Regions from separate parts of the Mus musculus genome. Here region 1 is linked to region 2. The links are chromatin contacts, called in public Hi-C maps. All regions are on one chromosome and are shown on one strand. Each heading gives the region's core, a stretch centred on a gene start, on an enhancer-like site or on the middle of the called end of the contact. The rest is flanking DNA. Distances are from core to core; before and after follow the strand shown.

Region 1 (4,494 bases), core at 1,298-3,797, 130 kb before region 2:
TGCTTGCCTTGCCTCTGGCTGTGGGAGAGATCCAGGCTGAGCAGGTACATACCCACAGGGTTAATCTGGAACTTCCACCCTGGAGTCATCCTGGGACTAAAAGCCACACTACTTTTTCTTTCTCTGGCCTCAAGGGTTAAGCACCAAGGAGCTGGGCCAGGATTTCTTTCTCTGTTTTGTGGGAAAAGGTCTCTTACTCTATGAAGTGGTAGGCTGATGGCTCCATGGGGCACTGCTGGTATGGTGGCCGGGGCTCCTGGACAGTCGCATTACTGTGGCTGTGCTGGCCAATGCCACAGAAGGGCCTGGAGAATGTTCTTTCCTGCCATCCCCAAATGATCTCCAAGTCCCCTCCCGGCTCCCTGTGTGGCACAAGCTGTCTTGCTGGCAGTGTGAGTACTGCAGCCCTGTGCATTCTTTCCTCTGCTGTTCAGGTGGTGGGCTGTGTTTTCCTGGCACGGGAATATAGGAAGAGAGGAGATGCCAAGGCTTCTGGTTCTGGCACGGAGGAGAGGCACTGCTGACAAGCAGGCTTGGAGCTCAGTGCTCACGGCCGCTCTTGACTCATTTCACCTGGCATCTGCAGTAAAGGCACAGAGAAGAGACACCTCAAAAGGACTGTTCTTCAAACTGTGGGACAGGAAAGAGCAGTGCCAAGATGATGCACATGCCTTGGCCGGAGGTGTCAGAACTGTTATTCCTTCATGCCATCATATTAGAGCCACTTCTTTCTCTTCAAATGCCAGGAGAAGGGCAGGTGTTATTCAGAGCTTATTCAGCAGCCAAGCTAAAATGTCCCTGACCCTGACCTGCAGGCAACACCACAGGTGGCTCCTTAGGACACCTTGAAAATTAGGAATCAAATGTCTACCTCTGGACCCTGGTCACTATTTCCTGTCAGATGGACACGTCCTCATAATGGGTATTTATGTGGTAGCCTTCTACACACCCACCTAGCCCGCCTCCCTTTGGATACTTGAGAGTTGGGGTTGGCTCTGAGTTCCCCTCACCTCAGGCCATCAGCTTCCTTGTGGATGGGCTCACTGCCCTCTGTCAGCAGCTGTGTCTCCTGTCGTTGCTCATCTCTTATCACACGGCTTAAGACCTACTGGGCAGTCTGAGGAGCCCCCTAACCCTTCCTCAACATACACACATACAAGTGTCCTTACAATCCTCTGTTAGAAGCTTAGTGGTTTCCAGTGGTGCCTAGGGGCCAACACTACCCATGGTGAACACTAAGGGACAGCTTCAACAGGCCACTACCTCCTAGGCCCTACTAGAGCCTGAGGGCAGAAAAACGTGAGCCAATTTAGGGTACCTTGCCACCATGACCATCCTCCCTGGATGGTTCTGGATGCTTGTAACAGTGAGTGCAAACACTGGGTCCCAAATTATTAATCCAATCCGAAACAAGACTCTCAAAGCTGACATAGCCTCTCCCCCCACTTCTGATTGCAAAGCTGGTAATTTGATGAAAAGCAAGCTTCTCCTGATGGGAAGGGAGTCTGTCTTTTGCCTGACTCAGCCCGTAACAACTCATAGGATTAAACCTGGGCCCTCCATCTGCCTTTCCCCCTCACTCCTCATGTACTTCCTAGCTCCCCTCACCGCCTTCTAGTCTCCTTCCATCATTTAACTATGAGCAGAAACCCATGACTTCCCCCTCTAGCTTGCTCTCTCTCCTTCCAACCATGTTTAGAGGAAATTTTCTTGAGGCAACTACAACAAAAATTTTCCTTTGTACCTTACAAAGCAGTGATATGTTTGCTCCAAGTGGATCATGCTACACACATGCATACAAAACCAAATAAGAAAGAGGTATGCAGAAAGGCTTGGTCTAATTTTGACATAGTTCATCTCTTGGAAATCAATGCAGTACAAGCTTATGGTTTTTGTTTTGTTTTGTTTTGTTTTTGTTTTTTAATCTCTGGGCAGGCTCTAGTTCCCACTAAGAGGCATTTGGGGGCTTAGCTCCTGTCTGCTGGAGCTTTCCTGCCTGTGGTGTCTGCACCTGCAGAACATGTAGCACTCACCCACTACAGCAACTTCTGGACTGCTGGCAGGCCCAGGAAGCCTGAGAGCAGCTGCCCTATCCCAGTGCCCATGGCAGAGCCAGCCCTGTAGCATGGCTGCACACAGACTTCTCTAACATTTGTGAATCATTGGATAAAGACTCACTGATTGTGACAGGATGTATCCAGAATTGGGCTTACTAAATGGTCACAAGCCTTACAAGTCTGTCTGATAAACGCAGTCGGCCTGATGTGCTTCTCTGCTGTCTAATTGGTGCAAAGTTTGGAGACCTGAATCCTATGTCTTTTCATCCGGCTTATTGCATCCTCTTCTCTGACACAGGGTCAAGGTTCACATTCGAATCAGATTATTAGAGCAGCCCTCATTAAGTGGGAGCTAGGCTTGCCCCAAACGAGTAAGCTTGTGAGAGAACTCGGCCCATTTACTCAGCAGATTTTCACATGTTTACGGGCCTGAATGTCACCCAGCATCGCTCTGTGCTGAGGAGTTTCAGACATCTCCAGCTGATGACTAATTGTGAGTGATGGGAAATGAAACCCAGCGAAGCCAGCTGCTTGCCATGGTCGGCAAAATGACTCTAATGGAGAGAGGCTGCCAATTTTCCAGTTTTACTGGCAAGTCTTCCAAGTGTAATTAAGGGAAGTTATAAATGATATGGAAATCTATCAAGTTCCATTTATTTTCAGAGGACTCCTTTCCCAGGGGACTTTTATCTTGAAGCTTATAGTATGCTTTGTTGTGCTAATGATTTAAGCCACATCTTGGTTCTGATTAAAGCCCCCAATCTCCTTCTACCAAGGCCCCTTCACTCCTTCCACAAAGATTAAAAGATACAGAACATTCTCCAGCACATGCCCCTCTCAGAAAACATGCTCTGACTGGGACCCGCATGGCACTGTGTATCGCTCAAACTGCAAACTGCCATTGCCCCTAAGAAAGCTCAAAGAAAAGTGTAGGGTGGGGGAAGAGAAGGAGGGGGGGGTCTCTGCCAGACATAAAAGCAAGACCCTCAAAGTGGAGCTTCGAAAGCCATGCTTGAGACGAGACATTCATCAGAAGGTGCTGTCGCCCACTAATGTTATTTGATTTGGAATAAAAGCATGAAAATGATGGCGAAGGCCTAAAATTGAAGACGTAAAGGATGACTGCACAGTGCTCCATTTCTCAATTTCATCCTTCAGAGCCACAAAATGGGGGTGATACAGTGACTGGATGAGCTTTACAGTAACAGCTGTGGTCTTCCCACACAAGGGAGGCCCTTCTAATGGGCTGAGGTCTGTCTGCAACAGACGGGGAGGAACAAAACAAGGATTCCTATTAAGAGTGCACAGTCATATTTCTGATGGAGAGAATCATTCTGGGAGTAGGGTTTCCTTTACATCGGTGCATACCCTCTTTTGTCATCCAAACCCAGGGCTGTGTGAAGGGTGCTACTGCTTAAAATACAGGCCAGAGGATGCAAATGGCGTCGAGTTTGTGCTCCCCCTCCCCCTAGAAGCCTACTCTAGCAACTGTAAAGAATGTAGAGGAAACTGTGCCAGTGGCATATGGCTTTCTACTGTGCTAAACATTCATACAAAAGACAGGTTCATCAGTCATTGGAGTATCTGGATAAAAAATTAGCTCCTGATGGATGGTATTTTGAGCTTACCTGCTGCTAGTACATTACCAGAGAAACACCGGCTTAGAAACCCACATGACATTAGAAACTGCAGACCATGAAACACAACACATGCAGGAGCACATAATGCACGGCAGATTATACAAAATAATAAATAAGCTATTTAAACCCTCTGCCTAAAATTGGGCCCGCTGCAAGGAACCCCGGGTCACTTCTACGCAGGCCAATTAATGCACAGCATCTGCTGTATAGAAGCAGGGCACGAAGCACTTCCGAATGATTCCGGCAATTAAAAGAAAACTGTTTCCTGCCTGTTCAGACAGCAACTGTTTCCCTGCAAGAGTGAGCACCAAATCGGTGCACAGCTGAAAAATTCAGGCCCCTTTTGGGGAAGAGGCATGGAGGAGGGGAGGGGTGAACCTTTATGGAAAAGGAGCCTTCTTTTGTTGTTCTGTATTCTGTGTTTTCCTGCCAAGTGAGACAGAAGGCTCGGAGGGCTTATGGGCCCACTGCAGTCTCCCCTTCTGCTGTACTGGTCCCCTGAAAACTAGGGATCCACATCAACCCTCCTGACTGTACCCAAGTAAAAATCGCTCCATTTCATATCGAAAGGTTTGTCTCTTAGAACATAGTTATCTAACACGTTTTAAGTCTCTGAGATCTGAAGGAGGCGGCCTCCATTTGCTAAAAGGAATCTGATTATTCCTACTTCCTTTTCCTGAGGTACTAACACAGGCTGCTAAATATGCCCTGATCTTTCTTGGAGAAAGAATGTGTCTCATGGAAAACCCACAGGGAGATGGGACCCCAGGAGATTGCCCTATCTGAGCAAGGATGGG
Region 2 (4,610 bases), core at 963-3,462:
GGAACAGTGTTAAATTCCTACCACACACACACACACACACACACACACACACACACACCACTCTATTGGGGTCTTTACATACCTTACCTCATTTGAGTTTTACAAAAACCCTAGAAGATATTATCTCAATTTTATAGATGAGGAAAACCAGGAAATACCTTGACCCTGTTGGCTTCCACAGCCCACCCATCCTGGCTCAGGCTTTAAATCTAAGTTCGTCTCTGTCTCGTGCCCCTTTTTGTCTTCCTGTCTACCATTGCATAATACACTAATACACTAATGTGGCTGTAGCTCAGGGGAATTAAATGGCCTCCTCTTACAGTCACATAATTGTCAGAAACAGAGGAAGTTTCACTATCTTCAAAGAGTGTTGTTTTCAAAACAGTATAAACTTGTTTCTCTGCCATCCCTTACCTGGCCCCACGCTGAACTTGGTTAGAAAAAATTAACCTAGCTCCGATCAGCAGTTACTAAGTTGGAAAAAAAAATGGAGGATGGAATATGATGGCCTATGTCCTTATATTTGACTTGTGGGATGTCAACAAGTCTGCTCTGTTTGCATAATAAAAAACGTGACCACTGTGATGTACTGCATATTAACTTCACCAGATAGAAATAGTTCCCTAACAAGCTGTCTTGCAAATTGACATAAAAGACAGCTCACTAACATTCTGACTCTTGATATTTTGCATTTCTCCCAAGATTTTTAGAGCATTGCCAACAAATAAAGAAAATTACGGAACCATGTACTACTGTTGTAAAGGCAAAAACATTAAAAGGACACCATACCTGTGATTTTTCAAAGTGAGTACATTTATATAAATGTAATAAAATATTTCTGTGTCACGTCTATCATTCTCCTAACACTAGGAGTTCCACCCAACAGCCACAATTCATAAAACAAGTGATCAAGAATAGAAAGCTCAATGACCAACTTATGGCCTGGCTCCATCCATTATAGCCCTAGATGGTGTCATCGTTCAACATACTCTTTTAGTTTAAGCTTTCCTTGACTGTTTTAACTGACAGGTATTTCTGATCATTGAGTCAAATAAACTGCCACAATTATGCAGCATGGCAGCTGGTGGGGAGATGGGAAAGATCAGTTATGGCTGAGATCCAAGGCAGGAACCTCAGGTTGCCTGAGACCACAGATTCTTGGATGGAAACAAGACCCAAGAATGGTCTGTGACCTGTGGCACTGGAACACTAGTAAACTTCAACAGCCAAAGCTGATTTTATATTTCCTTAAAGGCCAAGGTAATATGCAACATAAAGGTAACTTTTGAGCTTTTTTATAAAAAAGCTTCTTGGATGTTAGCACCAAGAAGATCTGAAATGCAAACCACGCGCTCCTGGATGGAAAGCCTCTGAGGCCCCCGAGCTTTCCCATCAGAGCAGAGTGAATGTACGAGTACAGTCCTAGAGAATGTCACAGCCCTCAGAGATGTAACTGGGATGTGGACGGAGAAAAGATGCTAAGGTGGGGGAAGTACACAGAAGAGAGAAGAAAACATTATTGGGGGTAAGTGCAAGGAGCGAGCTATTCTATTGAAATGTGACAGTTTGCAGCTAATTTCAAAAGTACTAGCTCAGCACACTTTAAAGTCATAATGTACTGTGAAGAGCATCTCTTTTTTAAGATGTTTACTGAGGAAAATGCCATGACCTGTAGCATGGGTAAAATAAGCCAGAGCAAGCATCACCTGCACTGTAACAAAATTGGCTTTGTTTTGTGATTAACACTGGTCCCATTTCCAGGTTCTGGGTGTAACCTCATATGGGCACTCACACAGGCCTTATGCACAGGTTAGTGCCATCTTTTCAGTTCACTCACAAGCAAAATCTGGAAAGGCACAGCTGCTGTGGGGGTCTGAGAAGCAAGATCTATTCCACACATCTCATCTCGGATGGCCAGCCTAACCAGCCTGGTACAAAAGGAGCCTTGGTGGGGCCAGCTATGTTTGCTTAATAATAACAGTTGTATAAACATGAGGTCCTCTCAGTTAAAGGGAAACCAACATCAAAAAGCTGTAAAACATAGAACCCGAAACCCCTCTTTCTTTGAAGAAACCCGTTTGAAGCGAGGTGTTTCTAGTTATGGGTGAGTGGAATGAGAATTCAGCTGCAACAAGCGGACATCCAGTCCCAGGAAGGACTAATTAACTCCATGTGCGCAGCGGCATCTCAAGTCGCCTCACACATTTCAAAGAGAAGCCCTTGTCCGCCTTCTGCGAAGACATCAAAACACTCAGTGCAGCTGCTGCACATTGAGGCTCCATGACGATGATGTTGTTTTTATGGAATTCCAAGAGCTGAAAGAGTCATGCCAAGATTCAAAACTACCTCATCACTGAATCAGCGAGGGCAAGACATTCCCACTCATCACCACTGGGAATCCCGTGCTAGCCCCCGGGCCCACTTAACAACGCTTCTGGAAGGCCTCTGGAGGAAGATGGGAAGCCAGCATTTAAAGTGCTGTACACACTTGATAGTGTGTGGCTAAAACCTCAAGAACTGACATGATAGCATATTTAACTTTTTTCTGAACCACCAAACCAGGATTTTGATGTAAAGACTCTGGTAGTTGATGAAAGCCAGCAGAAGGAGATAAGAACTTCAAAATCATCTTTAACAAAAATATTCTACTTAACAGCCTTTACTCAGGCTATGAAGTAGTAAGAGAAACTTGTGGTGAGAATTTAGAACATTGTCCCAAAAGATTTAAGTACTCTTAATATTTTGCCCCTGAGGCTTCTCCTAACCTCATCACTCGTCGTGGCAGGCACATGTGGTCAGATGGGGCAATCACATTTTTACATAAAGACCAACAGTAGATGGACAAGGCCACAAAGTAGAAAAAAATTCCAACCCACCCTCCCACATAAGGTGTAGATAGAGAGATAAACCAATGCCATCCATACAGCAGCTAAAAGTCAGCTGTCGGGCTCAGAGGCCAAGAACTCGCCTAATACATGCCAGAAGCTGAATTCAAACTCTAGCACAACAGGGAAAGGAGAAATGGGTGGGTGGACAGTTGAATGGACAGATGAGTAGACAGACGAGTAGACAGATGACTGGCAAGGCTTCACCAGCAAGAGAGCCTGGTTTCTGGGATTGCACTCACTCAGTCATCATGAGCACATCACTGGGCCACCTTCCTGCCCTTGTGTGCTCTTTCAAGTGAAGAACTGGCCTATAGAAGCTAGATTCTGGTCAGGTCTGCATACATCCTGTGGTGCTTTTCTTCAAAAGTGGATTCAGGGAGGCACAGCTTAGTTTCAAATAAAGCTTGGTTTCTAACACAACTAAAAATTTCTTTGCCACTTTCCCCTACTCTCCAAATTTGAGGCATCCCATGACATATGAATAAATTAAAGCCAACTCAAAGGGAACTTTCCAGTACAGGATGAAAGCCTACACACAAGCACACACCTCTAGCACAGAGAGAAAGGCGAAGCATAGCAAAGAGTAGGGCAGATGGTTTGCTGATGTCATTACTTCAACACTGTCTGCAATATACACCAAATACTTCACACTTGGTAAGAGAAGTTACCCTATTATACAAAAAGGGAACACACCAGCACTCAAAAAGTACAGCTTGCAATCAACTTGTGCATTCGATTCCCACGAGTGCCAGCCAGGTACAGTCTGGCATAAGAAACACAAAGAGGATGAAGGTCCAGTTGCAGGGGAGAGTGCCTGCTTAGCACAAGACGTGGGCTCCAGCATAGCAAAGCAGTAAAACCTTTGAAAAACTTCACTAAAAAGTGAAGTGTGAAAATTAAAGTAGCTGAATGAAACAAAGTTCACAGCGGCCTCCTAAAGTCAAAGTTATAAGCCTGATGTACCAATCCAGCATGTATGGATTGCAGGTTTTAAATGTCCTGATTATCAATGTTGTTAAATACATTTTGTAACTAAATTAACCAAATACACAATACATACATAAGCACAAGCAGCTGTAACAGCTTCTAGAAGTTTGGGAAGCTCGCTCTATAGCCAAAGGGGTAGACATAAGCTACACCAAAATATGCACCTTGGCATATGGAATATTTTAAGCTTTAGGAATTAGAGAAATCACAGGTGCCGGAAAGACTCTCTGACCTTCCCTGAAGCAAGTCGGGAGAGAGTTTCCTCACTGCAGAGAGGCAAGAGCATCCTTCTGTTGGAAGCGCTGCTTACTGCCCCCATCTACCACCCTTAGTTTAAACAGCTCATCCTCTTGCAGTCCCCATGCCTCATGACTTAAAGTCAGTCTAGAACTTTTCTTTGTCTCTTCACTTCATTATGAAATCTTCTGTGTCAGGCTCAAGTGCTTTTATATAAATGTATGTGTTTTCCCCCTTGTTAACTTGCCTTTTGTTACAGGGGCCCAGCTGAGGCTTAGAAGGGTAGAAGAAAAAGATACATTTTCTCTACTACAATGGGCTGCAGAAAAAAACTCTAGATAAGCAGGTGATTTACTCAGATGAGCCAGCTGTCACAAGAACGCGGTTTTCTCCTTCTCACATGAAGTCTTTACACATGGGACCAATTCTGTCAATTAATTTTTTGGTAACTTTCCAGGTGCTCTGATGTCTAAATATAGTATTAATCTGCATTTTCTT

What was found. Hi-C and Micro-C count contacts between places; a contact is called where the count stands out from the background.
Region 1: a contact with region 2 is called in a Hi-C map of muscle stem cells, with 2.4 times the contacts expected there. The contact joins two enhancer-like sites. A contact is called at or near these places in 1 of 15 datasets of contacts at CTCF or cohesin (pro-B cells), 9 of 484 Hi-C or Micro-C datasets (the HL-1 cell line, cerebral cortex, embryonic fibroblasts and 4 more), 1 of 115 datasets of contacts at active chromatin or transcription factors (neural progenitor cells) and 2 of 9 other capture datasets (adipose tissue and embryonic stem cells).

What each region holds. Positions count from the first base shown.
Region 1 is chr14:122,881,999-122,886,492 of GRCm38.p6, reverse strand. All of the region lies in intron 22 of Pcca (propionyl-Coenzyme A carboxylase, alpha polypeptide), which reads right to left. Among named protein-coding and RNA genes, the nearest start is that of Gm46488, 27 kb to the left of the region's middle. Within about 2 kb of position 2,547, at least 65 of the 459 cell types and tissues checked have an H3K27ac peak or open chromatin away from gene starts, as enhancers often do. A contact at or near this core is called in muscle stem cells, where this site is marked.
Region 2 is chr14:122,753,378-122,757,987 of GRCm38.p6, reverse strand. The region is part of intron 19 of Pcca (propionyl-Coenzyme A carboxylase, alpha polypeptide); the gene reads right to left. Among named protein-coding and RNA genes, the nearest start is that of Gm46489, 6.7 kb to the right of the region's middle. Within about 2 kb of position 2,212, at least 18 of the 459 cell types and tissues checked have an H3K27ac peak or open chromatin away from gene starts, as enhancers often do. A contact at or near this core is called in muscle stem cells, where this site is marked.